2 separate regions of the Triticum aestivum genome follow, and region 1 is linked to region 2. Evidence: chromatin contacts called from public Hi-C data. All regions are on one chromosome and are shown on one strand. Each heading gives the region's core, a stretch centred on a gene start, on an enhancer-like site or on the middle of the called end of the contact. The rest is flanking DNA. Distances are from core to core; before and after follow the strand shown. Region 1 holds the start of LOC123138311 (putative E3 ubiquitin-protein ligase RING1a). Region 2 holds the start of LOC123138236 (zinc finger CCCH domain-containing protein 36).

Region 1 (6,092 bases), core at 3,198-5,697, 400 kb before region 2:
CCAGGTCTCCAACACCAGAGGCGAGCATAGGGTACAGCTCTGAAAGCGAATTCTCTTCCTTGAGCCTTTCCAGGCCGTCGAGCCGCTCCGGTTTCGCCTCGTCGCCTGCGCTGTTTTCTTCGGTTTTAAGGGACCCGTTGCCGGCCTTCTTCCTGAAGTATATCTCCACCTCCTGGGCTTGCCGTGACAGCTGAAGAGCAACGAACTGAAACGACGCAGAAACAGGGTAAGCAGGGTCTTCGCTTATTCGTTTCGATCTATACCCACCAAGGTTGTGTCACATTACAAACGGCAAGTGTGTGGAGGCAAGTGATCAGTGATTACCTGGCATAGGTGGCTAACAGAGAATGTTGGCTGGCAGCTGAGATAGGACTTTTCCAGTTTAGGCATGCTTTGTCCATCAACCGGAGTTAGAGCGAGGTACAAGTTGAACTGCACAACAGAACAGACATATTCAGCAAACCTAATGGACGTAAACCAGGGGCCACTGCTTGTACAAGATTGGCCTGGCCCAGGTAGCCATGTATGTGCATGTGCTGATGTTTTATATTGCCTGTGCAACACTACAAAACACACCGGATTAACACGTACGGACAAAAGGACGCATCCAGCCTTTTAGAATGTTTATTAGTAATCTGAATCTTCCAAAGCACAAATAAAATAAATACCAACTCTACTTATTATTTTTGCAAAAGGAAGCAACTGTAAATTTAAACTATTGCGACGGTCTGTTTTTACCTTGGTATCAAATTCATCAGCATTACGGAGGTGATCCACCAACTTGGCAACACGCCCGCCCTTGACCATCCTTCCACTGGAGCCACCGGCACTGCCATGTCGAGTCTGGCTGCGGGTGCCATTTTTGCCCCAGGCAAGCATCTCTCCCCGCAGTGGAGAAGTGGCCAAGATATCTCTGGCACCTCCCAAATCATCATTCTCCTCGTAGCTGCTATCAACACTGCCCATAGTCTTAGCAGGGGATGATCGTGGCACAGGCCACCTCCGAGCTCTTTTCATCTTGACATCTGGTGAACGATCATCAACAGAAGACGACTCTTTGCTGCCATCATTACCATTTTCTTCTCTCTCGTCGTCATCAATGTCAGTTGGGGCATTATCAGGAGAACTAGTCCGTCCTCTCTTCTTTGTCCGCATACTCCCACGGGTCTTTCTTGTAGAAGCTATTGCTTTTGCATTGGAGCGCTTCTTCACAAGTGCTTCTGTTTGCCTTCGAAATGTTTCAGCAATGGAATCTTGAATCTTTCATGACAAATACAGCAAATGTCAATAACAAGAAGACAAATACCAAATGACCAGGGCAGATAAGTTTCCACCAGACATAAGACAGCCAAATAAACCAACCTTTTTGTTGCGAGTCTTCTCTTCTTCACCAAAAGCAAGTTCCTGACGTATCAAGCAAATTAGAATCAGTGGCAGGTACTACAACAAAAGCTAGATAAACAAGAGCGACAAGACAACTAAGTGTCGCAACTGGAGAAATTATGCATCACCTCTTCCTCGTACTTGTCAATGTCTGGATATAAAGCTAGAATTAAAGCGTCAAAATTAGGATCATCCCTCAAGGAACGTCTGCTCTTGCAGTGAGTGCGGCATGCTGGGCATTCATTATTTCTGCAAAAAACACCAGACCACTTATACTGTCATTGAAATAAAGTATATACTTGGATTTTTCAAAGCCCCAATCAGGCTGGGCTATACTTTTTTTTAATGACACTGTAGACAAATAACATAAGGGATCATACCCAAGCCGCATGGATTTATCAATGCAGTCCCTACAAAACCGGTGCAAACACTCCATAACCGTTCTTGTTTTCCGGATAATGCCTGCAACAGAGAACCATAAGAGAAGCAAATTCTTAGATATCACAGTTTGAGCAGACATTCTGTCTAGTTTCTTGTATAAAACTCATCCTAGCTTCTTGATGATGTGGACAGTCCCAACATGCATACTTGCATAACAGAAACATGTGAGCTTTGATGAATGTGCTAGCTTCAACATTTGTAGTAAATAATCACAAAAAGATGTACAGAACACATTATCCAGCTTTAATTACAAGTATTACAAGCAATGCTGTCAACACAGAAATCATGAAAAGTAAACAGAGTTGCTATCTCTGAATTTGAAAGCAAGTTGACAAGGCATGCTTACCTAAGCATATAGGGCACTGCACTTCCTTCCGTATATCCATCAATTTCACTAGTATAAACCTGCATGAGAAAACAGTACTGTTTAGCTACTAGTTTCGCTAACAAGAAAGTCAAATCTTCCATTACCAATTTGCATTTCCAATTACTGATTAACAACTTATGGAACACACAGAAGTGTTCCGTGGCATTTTTCAAAGAAATGCGTAGTATAAAGAACATAATGTGCAGGTGTTCACAGTGGGACTAGAGAAAACAACGGGAAATATGGAACCATTAGCACCTTGGGACAACTTGAACACTGGAAACTCACATTTGACAGGCAGAAGAAGAGTTGATTTGATTCAATTAACCAGCTGAGAAATCTAAGCAGTACCAATAAAATCCAAACGACATACAATAGGTGGTCAACAAAAACAGTGTCTACACAATTATCTGGATCAAAGGGAACCAAATGTGAAAAGGTGTGTGTGCTACAATATGATAACAGAGTTTATATATCTAGTGAACAAAATGCTTTCCTGACAGGAAACTGCACTGCTCCTACAGCAACAGAGGGGTTGATTTGCACCTCGCATCAGCAGCGAGAAAAGATTCATAGAAGCATCTGTGCATTTCAGTACCGAGGAAAGATTCATAGAGACAGCTGATGGAAGGTAAAGCATAATGCTATCGCGAGAATAAGAACGCATTTGCACAAAATTGAGTTAAGACACCTAAACAGTGTAAGACCTATCGCAGTCATGGGGGTCAGGACAGCAACAGTAGAACCAGATAGATATTCAGAGCACGACAGGCCAAGTCATGGCCAAGACACTGCAGGAAACACGAAGAGGCTCCCAATCCAGACGAAGGCGGCACCTGCTACAAAATGAGAAAATCCACGGGAAGATCTTACATGGGCTGGATGAGCTTGAATAGTGTTTGCCATAAGAACCTGGTGTCTCCACAGAACCATTCGACATGATGAACACGGGTGCACGGGGGAGAGGCTGGCCAGGAGCTCACACGGGTCTAAGCATGGCAAGATCATTCAGAAGGTCAGGCTAAGAGCCGGGATGGAAGAGTTGGCCGTGGCCGCACACGATTCAGAAGCAAGAGAAACAGGGAACTATTCCCGTAGATAGCTGAACCACGACGAACATGACCGCCAGTTCAGATGTGGCTGGCGACTCCGGGGTAAGAGCTCGGGTATGCGGCGATCGACCCTGGATGCCGCTCCCAGCATTTGCCGTCGTGAGCACGGCGCCTCCGCTGAGCCGTGTGACGAAAGCATGCATGCTACAGAAAGATCCCATGACTCGGCGGTGACGGGAGCGCTCGCGGCGGCGCGGGGCGGACGAAGCGGCCGGCGCCTGCGCCTAACGACGAGGACGACTCGTGGTGGGCCGCCGCCGCCGCCACGAGAAACCCGAGCCAGCATACGAAGCACGAGACCACGAAGATCCCATGGCGACAGGAGCGCCGAGCCCGACGAGGTGAGACGATGCGGCCGCCGGCCCGGTGGGACTCCCCATACGATGACCTCCGGCACCACCCCGGCGAAGCGAAGCCAGCGTACGGGGACGCGGCGTGACGACGACGGGAAATCGGCAACGGATGCGAGAGGAGGAGGAGGAGGAGATGGGAAGGGGCGGGGAGGGAGGAGGGGCGTCGACGGCCCACTTACTCGTCCACGTCGGCGGCGTCGCTCTCCGACGACGGGCTGTCGTCGCTGTCCTCGTCGTCCCCGCCGCTGCCGCCGCCTTCCTCGTGCTCGTCCTGCTGCTGCTGCTGCTTCCGCTGCTGCTCCTCCTCCTCGTCGTCCTCCCCCGCATCGGAATCTGCAGAGCCCGTGAGACACGCAAGCCAGTCAGCGACCCCGGCGCCGAAACAGAGGACGCGATGCGCGCATCGCGTGTGACGGTGGCAGATGAGTCGGCGGCGCGCGTCGCTGGAAGCAGAGCTCTCACCGCCGCCACCGTCCTTGGCCAGCTCCGCGGAGCCCCCGTTGGCGGCCCTCTGGACGCCGCCGCCGCCCTCCGTGTCGGAGCCGGCGGCCCCGGCGGCAGCGGCAGCCTCCTCCTCCCGGACGTGCCCGTCGTCCGCGTCGGGCGACGGGTGCGGGCGCTTCTGCGCGGGCATTCCGGCCGGCCGGCTGCCCTCCCCGCTCGTCGGCGCGGCGCTCGTCGCGGGGGAGAGGACGGACGGGAGCGGGCGGGCGGAGGAGTGAGAGGGAGGGAGGAGGCAGGAGGTGGGTGGAAGCGGCTCGAGTCGAGGGGGAGGCGGAGAGCGAGAGGAAAAGAAAGGCGAGGCGAGGCAGGGGACGGGGGGTGGGGGTGGTGCCTGCCTCTGCCTGCCCTCCCCTGTGCTGCGTCGCGTGTAACTTTGGGTTGGTGCGCGTGGCCGCCCCGCCCCGACCCGGCCCGGCCCGGCCCGGCCCGCTGGAACCGCGGCCCGGAACAAATTTTTAACTTGCGTACGGTAGGAAAAATAAAGACCGTGGGGGGAGGACGAGCTCGACTCCGTCGTCTCCGGCGAGCCGGTTCGTCGCCGGTGAGCCTCTCGGGTCAACGGCGGACGACGGCCGCCACGCACGCGCTGAGCCGGAGGAGTTTTCCGAGGAGGAGCCGCGGGCTGCATATGGGACGTGCGTCGCGTACGTAGGCTTGCCCGATGCGGGAAGGTGGTGATGATTGGGAGTGGTACTCCGTTGCGTTGACCAATGCATCGGTGTGAGTTGTGTTCTTCGGCGTGTGGCCGTGGGTACGATCGACGACCATTCGCCTCGTTCCATCCAAGCGATTGTCGATCTATTGGAAGAGAAGAGAAATGCCTTCGATCAAACCAAGGATAGTAGGATACACTCATCCTGCCATTGGTTATTATCAGCCAGCATTCGCTCGAAGAACGTATTATTATCACAGGAGTGCAATCATCGCAGTGCATTTCTATCCGCGATCTCCCGTATTTAGAGGCCATATTTCTTTTCTGATTTCCTGCAAGGCAAACTAAACTCGTACTCTCTCCGTTTCTTTTTAGTCTGCATATAAGGTTTGGTCAAAGTCAAACTTTACATAGTTTGACTTACTTTATATTAAAAAATATCAACATTCGTAATTTGATATCAACATTTTTAGATGCACCATGATATGCATTTTCATATTATATAGTTTAAGTATTGTAGGTGTTCATACTTTTTTATATAAATTTGGTCAAACTTTGTGCAGTCTGACTTTGGCCAAAACTTATACGCGGAGTAAAAATGAACGGAGGGAGTATTCATGAGTGCTTGGATCGAAGCGGCGGGGTTGACTATTCAGGCCTACAGTACAACCGAGTGAGCCTCGTGTTCTTTTTCTTTTTTCATGCGTGCGCCGCGTGATATATATACGTCTGCATGGTTGAGTCACTTTGTGTGCGGCAGATCCTGAAAAGCCCCTTGGTTTTCAGTTGAGGCGTTACGATGGATATACCCCATGTCGTGTAGTATTATTATGTGCAGGGGTAGGGCGGAACATAGAAAGGTGCAAACCAAGGGTGGAACTGTGGGCTATATGGGTTAAACCCATTTTACAACCATTTTATCTTACTTTTTTTGCTAAATTTTTCAAAGCTTTTGGCCTATGCTCTTGGCTGAAGTCGGGTTGTTGTGGATCTTGATACACTGATTACGTGAAAATACCATGTGGATGTGGTTACTTGCATACTAGGGTCAGAGCGATTGGATTTTCACAAAACATGCCACACAAGTTCAACCATTATTCCATCTGTTTGGAGTTGATGGACACACGAGGCCTTCTCTGGCCGCTTTTGGTATTTACCTTTTACTAAGTTTCTAAATTTGAGGGTTCTACCGATAGTTTGGATTTAGTTTACACGCTCTGTCATTTGACAAATGTAAAAAAATCTGACATAAACTTTGCCATTTGGGTATTTTTATAATT
Region 2 (6,282 bases), core at 2,893-5,392:
CCGCAACAACGTGCGGGGTATTCATCTAGTTAACCTAGTGCCCAGTGCCAGTTGTTGTTTTCTGCTTGTTTTTGGTTTTCCAGAAAACTCATACCAAACAAAGTCCAAACGCGATGAAACTTTTTGACAATTTTTATTAGAACATAAGAGACCCCTAAAGCTTCGTGGGAGGAACAAAAGACCCACGAGGCAGTGACAAGGCAACATGGCGCACCCCTGGGGGTATGGAGGGGGTTGTTGCCTTGTGGGCACCTCGTCACTCATTTTTTGCGTGAAATCAACGCTGGAAATTCTTATAAATAGAGAAACCCCAAAAATAAACCTAGAACTTTGAATCCGCCGCCGCAAGCCTATGTTTCGAAGAGATCCCATCTGGAGGCCTTTTCTTGCACCCTGCCAGAGGGGGAACCATCACCAGAGGCCATCTTCATCATCCCAGCGGTCTCCATGACGAGGAGGGAGTAGTTCACCCTCGGGGTTGAGGGTATGTACCAGTTTCTATGTGTTTGATCTCTCTTTCTCTCTCTCTCTCTCTCTCTCTCTCTCTCTCTCTCTTCCCCCTCTCTCTTGTGTTCTTGATTTGGCATGATCTTGATGTACCACAAGCTTTGTTAATATAGTTGGATCATATGGCGTTCTTTCCTCTCTATCATGTTGTGATGAATTGAGTCTTTCCCTTTGAGGTTTCATTATTATCGAATTGAATATTTTGGATTTGATAACACTTGATATATGTCTTGCATGTGGATACCTGTGGTGACAATGGGGATTCCCGTGGTGGCAATGGGGTACCAATAACTATTGAGTTACTTGATGTATGTTTTGGTAATTAAGTTGCAGATTCCTAAGGTGACAATGGGGTAATCTAGGCACATAGGTTGATACACATTTTCGTCTTACTTTCTTCGATATAAACTTTTTGGTACTCTTTGAAGTTCTTTGTGTTGGATTGAACATTATGAATTTGAAATTGTTTGATGCATATTGAATAATTAACTCACGGATACTTGTGGTGACATTGGAGTATCTAGGTGACATTAGAGTTGATTGATGTGTATCATATGGTGTTATTTTAGTGCCAACTCTAGGGTTGTTTACGACACTTATAGGGATGGCTCAATTGACTGATTGGAAAGGATAACTTTGAGATGGTTTGTCACCTACAATAATTTCATCTTATGTTCTCCGGTATTAATAAGAACTTTGGAGTGATTCTTTGTTGCACGCTGAGGGACGGTTATATGATAAAGTTATGTTAGCACTGTTGAGAGATTGCACTAGTGAAAGTATGAACCCTAGGCCCCGTTTTTCAAGCATAGCAACACTATTTTTACTCACTTTTGTTACACCTCACACAGATTGTCTGATCTGGAGAAAGCTAGAAATTTGAAATTTGTGTTTTGTGTCTTTGAACACTTGTCTGGGTTGAAGATAAATTTTCACAAGAGTGAAGTTTTTTGCTTGGGAGTGCAGAGGAAAAAAAGGCCTACATTGAGATCTTTACATGTAAAGAAGGGTCTCTTCCTTTGTTTACTTGGGGCTCTCTATGGATGATAGAGGATTGAGTAACACACAGTAGGCCCTAGCCGAGAGGAAAATTGAGAAAAGGATGGATGGCTAGATTGGGAACTTGCTGTCAATTGGAGATAGGATCACTTTGGTGAATTCTTGCCTTAGTAGCATTCCATTGTATATGCTCTACTTTTTGGAAGCACCAAAGGGGGTGTTGAAGAACATTGATGCTAGCAAAGCTAGGATGGTGTGGCAGGAAACACTAGAGAAGAAAAGATACCACCTAGTGAACTGGTAGACTGTTTGTATGCCTAAAAGCCATGGGCGTTTGGGCATTTTGGATCTTGAGGCCATGAATAAATGCCTTTTAATGAAGTGGTCATGGAAACTTGAGAATTCTGAAGGGCTATGGCAGGAAATAATGCAAAATAAATACCTATCTAAGAGTACTTTGGCTTCTGTGAGAGATGGTGGCTCTCATTTTTTGGCAAGGTTTGATGAAGGTCAGAGAGTTGTTTCTTAGCCTGACCAGGAGGGTAGTTGGAGATGGTGCCAAAACTCTATTTTGGGAAGATGTGTGGCCTGGGGATAAAAAGGTGGCAGAGCTATTCCCAAGGTTATACAACATTTCCTTTGATAAGATGATTACTGTGAAAAAGGCCAAAAGTTTTGGCTGGGCCAGTTTCACTTTTAGAAGGACATTGCATGGTGAATATTTGAGATAATGGGAGGAATTGACAAAGCTAATGGATGAAGTGGAATTGAGTTATGAGAAAGACAAGATGCTATGGTTGCTGAATAGCAAGAATAGGTTTGTGGTGAAAGGACTATATATGTTTCTCAAATCTTATGCCCTGGTGGGTTTTAGAGGGATTTAGAAACTGAAAGTTCCCCTCAAAATTAGAGTCTTCATGTGGTTGCTTATTAAGAGAAGCATACTTACTAAGGAGAACTTGATCAAGAGGGGGTGGACTCGGAATGAAGAGTGTTATTTTTGTGGGTGAAAAGAAAACAATGATCACCTGCTGTTCAAATGTGCTTTGGCCAGGTTTGTCTGGCAGGTGGTGATGTGCGCCTTTGATCTAAAAAGAACCCCTGATGGGGTTGCTGATTTAATGGGAGATTGGATTCAGTCTTTCCCTAGGAAGTATATGAGGGTAGTCCTCATTTGGGGGGTTACTATATGCTGGGTCATATGGAAGACCAAAAATAGGGCGTGTTTTGATAAGATTTACCCTGATGATCCTACCTCTGTTGTATATAAACTATGCTCTTTTCTGAAGTCTTGGAGTATATTGCAGAAAAAGCCAAATAGAAACACAACTGAGATGGGTGTGGCTCGTATCAGGGAGGTGCTGCGAGAGGTGTTCTCGGGGAAGCGTGCCTGGAATCCCGTGAGGAGAAGAATAGGAGTTGGATAATGGTGATCAGGTTGCATATACATGTGTTTGGCGCGTGGATGGCCTCCTTATGGCGTTGATGGCATTTTAGATTTTGCAATGGATGTTAATTTGGTCTTGTTGTGCTTGGGTGTTCTTGTCTGGACATGTTGTGCTTCGCCTGCATGTGGTAGCGCTTGCTTAGATGTTTTCTTCTTTATTTTCGGTTAACATACTTTTGTAGCTTGTGTGGCGGTTTCTTTAATGGAAATCGACGAGGGAGGCTCGTTGTGTCAAAAAAGAAGTTGATCTTCTATTTCCCTAACCTCCTGTCTATACCTGGTTTGCAAGGACTTCTCCTTAGCATCACGCAACTACACCTTAAGCTTCACTATCTGCCGTCGGATTGATCCAAAAACCATTCGGCTCCACCTTTGCATGTCGCTGGTGACCCTGCCCAATTTGCTACACACCCCACCAAGACCCGCCTGGTCCTGGTCAGCTGATTGCCACACGTCAGCAACCATGGCGTCATATAGCTTGTGCCGGGTCCATGCCTCCTCATAACTTAATCCCCTCTTCCCGCTTTTATCTCTGGTGACCTGTGTCATCATAGCATGAATAAGAAGGGCAACTTGTTCAGATTCTTCTGCCAAAAATGTGCTCGACACATGTCTCGGGAACCATTTTCAAAAAGTCATCATTACATGTGCCTCGGTCTAGTTCGACTTGAATATTTTCCTCCCTGTCTCTTTTACCATCCTATGTAAATGGATATCCCGAGAAACACAAGTCTGCTATGCAGCCGTCGGCAAGCGATCCCTGGAGCCCCCCATTTTCATAGAACTCCGGAGGTTCCCTCCTCGCCGTTCCGCTTGGAATAATACCCCATTAAAATCACCTGCTCAAAGCCTGTTCCGGTTGGAATAATACCCGGTTAAAATCACCCGCGCAAAGCCATGAAAGATCATCCTTGTTTTCTGAGATAACGGACAGCATCCCAAGTTTCCATCCTCTGTTTTCCGAAGATGCATCCCATGGCAAGCGTCCGGGGTACCTTGCGAGTTTCAAGTGTCAAAGCCGAAAGCTGCACGATGTTTCGTGTTGGGAGCAATGAATGAAGGGCATTGATCGAAGGATTTGCGTCCCGAAATATACCGCCGGGCGGGGACCGCCGAATTAGCAGAAACGCAAAACCCACGCGCGCGGCCGGCTCGCACGGCCCTTTATAGCCGGCCACCCGTCGCCGTGGCGACCCAAACGCGATGCGAGGGCAGCAGAGATAGGAGAGAGAGGGGAGAAAGAAACTGAAGCGACCGAGGTTTTGCCCCCAAATCCCCCACCCCACTCACGCGCACCTCGCCGCCGCCGCCCCCGTCCCCTCCCTCCCTCCACCAAACCCTCGTCGCCGCCGCAGCGCAGCGCAGCACCGCAGTCGCCCCCCGATGGCGACCGCCGCCGGCCCCGTCGGCGGGCTGTCGGCGAAGGACGAGATTAGGGAGGTGGAGATGGAGATCATGAACCCGCCGGAGGAGGCGGCGGAGCGGGCCGGGCTGAAGAGGGCCTGGGGCTCCGCGAGCGCCGGCGCTTCTCATGGTATTGCCCCTCGATCGCCCTCTAAACGCATGCTCTACCGGTTAATGTACTTCCTGTGCTCCTAGTTTCGGTGCGTGATTGCTTTGAAGCGCTAGATCTGTGCAGGCGAGGCGCGGATGGTAAGATCCGGCGGGGAAAATGCACATCCTTTATGCGGTTGATTGATGATTGATATCCACCAAGTTGTTTTTGCTTGTGTAGGAGAGGTGCTGGGTAGTTGATCTGGCATCAGGGGGTGTTGGAGATCTGGTAGAAGGCGAGGAATTATGCATGCAGTTTTCTAGGGTTTGCCTTGGAATGCTTGAATTGCATAACTTCACCTTTCGCGCCTGTTTTTCAACGGTAGCCGTTGGCTCTTGTTTATGTTGCTGGCATTGCCATGCTATTTTAGGTAGATGGGTTATGATGAAGTTATGTTGCTGACTATGGTTGACTTGATGACTTGTATCGGTCTATGCTTGTGACGTCATTGGTACGACTATTTGCTATACGACATGGAGCTCGAAGCGTGTATTTAAGTAGGTGAAGCAGCTCGTGCAGTATAGCAGCAACTAGATCGTAGCTCGACACAACGTTAATGTAGTAGATCAGTGAAGCAGTTTGTCGTGTTGTTTGAGGCAGTTTTTTGCCGTTTCTGTATATCCTAATAGATTACGCCACCACGTGGCTATAGCTATGTAGGGCAGTTGGTTGTGAAGTTGCGTGACGCAAGCGTAAACAATTAGTTATAAAATTCCGCCTTTCATGAAAGATTAATGGTTCTGATTCCTTGTTTTTGGTTTTTATTAAAACAAACCTGTTTTTATCGCTTTACTCAACCAACGGCCTAGCACAGCAAATGTTGAGGCAAACCCTGATGTTGCTAATTTTGTCGAAGGAACGTAGGAATATTTGGTTGACCATCAAGTCAACCGATTGGCATATATGGTGAAGTGCCTTCTTATGCTTATCTTGTGATTACTGCTGTGCTGTGATGTTAGGGAGAGGGTCAATTGTTTTTCAGTCTATTGCTCATGACAAGAGTATGCGGTTTCGCAGGCTTGCATACTGATATGCAACAGGTTTTCATGGCATGTTACGACTCATAGTCATAGGTCCATCTTGAGAATTATCTTGGTTTACATTTGATTAGCTCATCCCTCACAACCTTGTGGTTCACAAATATAAGGATGAAATGGACAAGTCCAATGGCCTTCTCATTCGTAGCAGGGAAGGCTTGTTTTCAGCCATGAGAATTGTATTAAGCGTATTGTTGTGAATATTGGAGTAGAGAAGGAAGAAAGACCTTGGTCCCCGCAGACCTTTCTATTACGGTTGGACTTCTTATAATTTCCTGGAATCTTTCCTAATTCTCTCCCTTCTAGTCTTATAATAATTACTTATCCTTTCACTTGGACTCCTTGTGTACCATTATTCTTGGCTGAATTGGGCTCCACAAATTCTAGCAGAAGCTTGTCCAAGTTGCTACTCTTGCTGTCATTGCCCATTGCCCAATACATCCATAACATGTATGTACCAAATGTTGGCCCGTATCATGCTATAAGCTATCACTAACTGGTTTGTTTGCTCCTATTATATCCTCTGATTCCAACCCTATTTACTTATCATTGGTTTTGCCATGGTAAAGCTAACACTCTATGCGGCCTTTTTTATTTGGGACCATTATATCCCATATCCCATGATCGTACCATTCTTCTATGTCCATTTGTTGTTTGCTTGAATCAATAGAGGCTTTTCAGCCTCCAGGGTTCAGTCAAACTGGAAAATAAACATTGAAATCCTGAACTTCAGAGTC

The links. A called contact is a pair of places that touch in the nucleus more often than the background predicts.
Region 1: a contact with region 2 is called in a Hi-C map of leaf, with 3 times the contacts expected there. The contact joins the promoter of LOC123138311 here to the promoter of LOC123138236 in region 2. A contact is called at or near these places in 2 of 5 Hi-C or Micro-C datasets (both in leaf).

The regions. Positions count from the first base shown.
Region 1 is chr1B:560,249,084-560,255,175 of IWGSC CS RefSeq v2.1, reverse strand. LOC123138311 (putative E3 ubiquitin-protein ligase RING1a) reads right to left here and starts at 4,447. Exons shown (of 10, transcript XM_044558265.1): 1 at 4,119-4,447; 2 at 3,836-3,989; 3 at 2,171-2,229; 4 at 1,764-1,845; 5 at 1,512-1,632; 6 at 1,363-1,404; 7 at 739-1,260; 8 at 325-432; 9 at 2-205. The coding sequence starts at 4,290.
Region 2 is chr1B:559,853,519-559,859,800 of IWGSC CS RefSeq v2.1, reverse strand. It overlaps LOC123138236 (zinc finger CCCH domain-containing protein 36), which reads left to right and starts at 4,142. Exons shown (of 8, transcript XM_044558235.1): 1 at 4,142-4,487. The coding sequence starts at 4,337.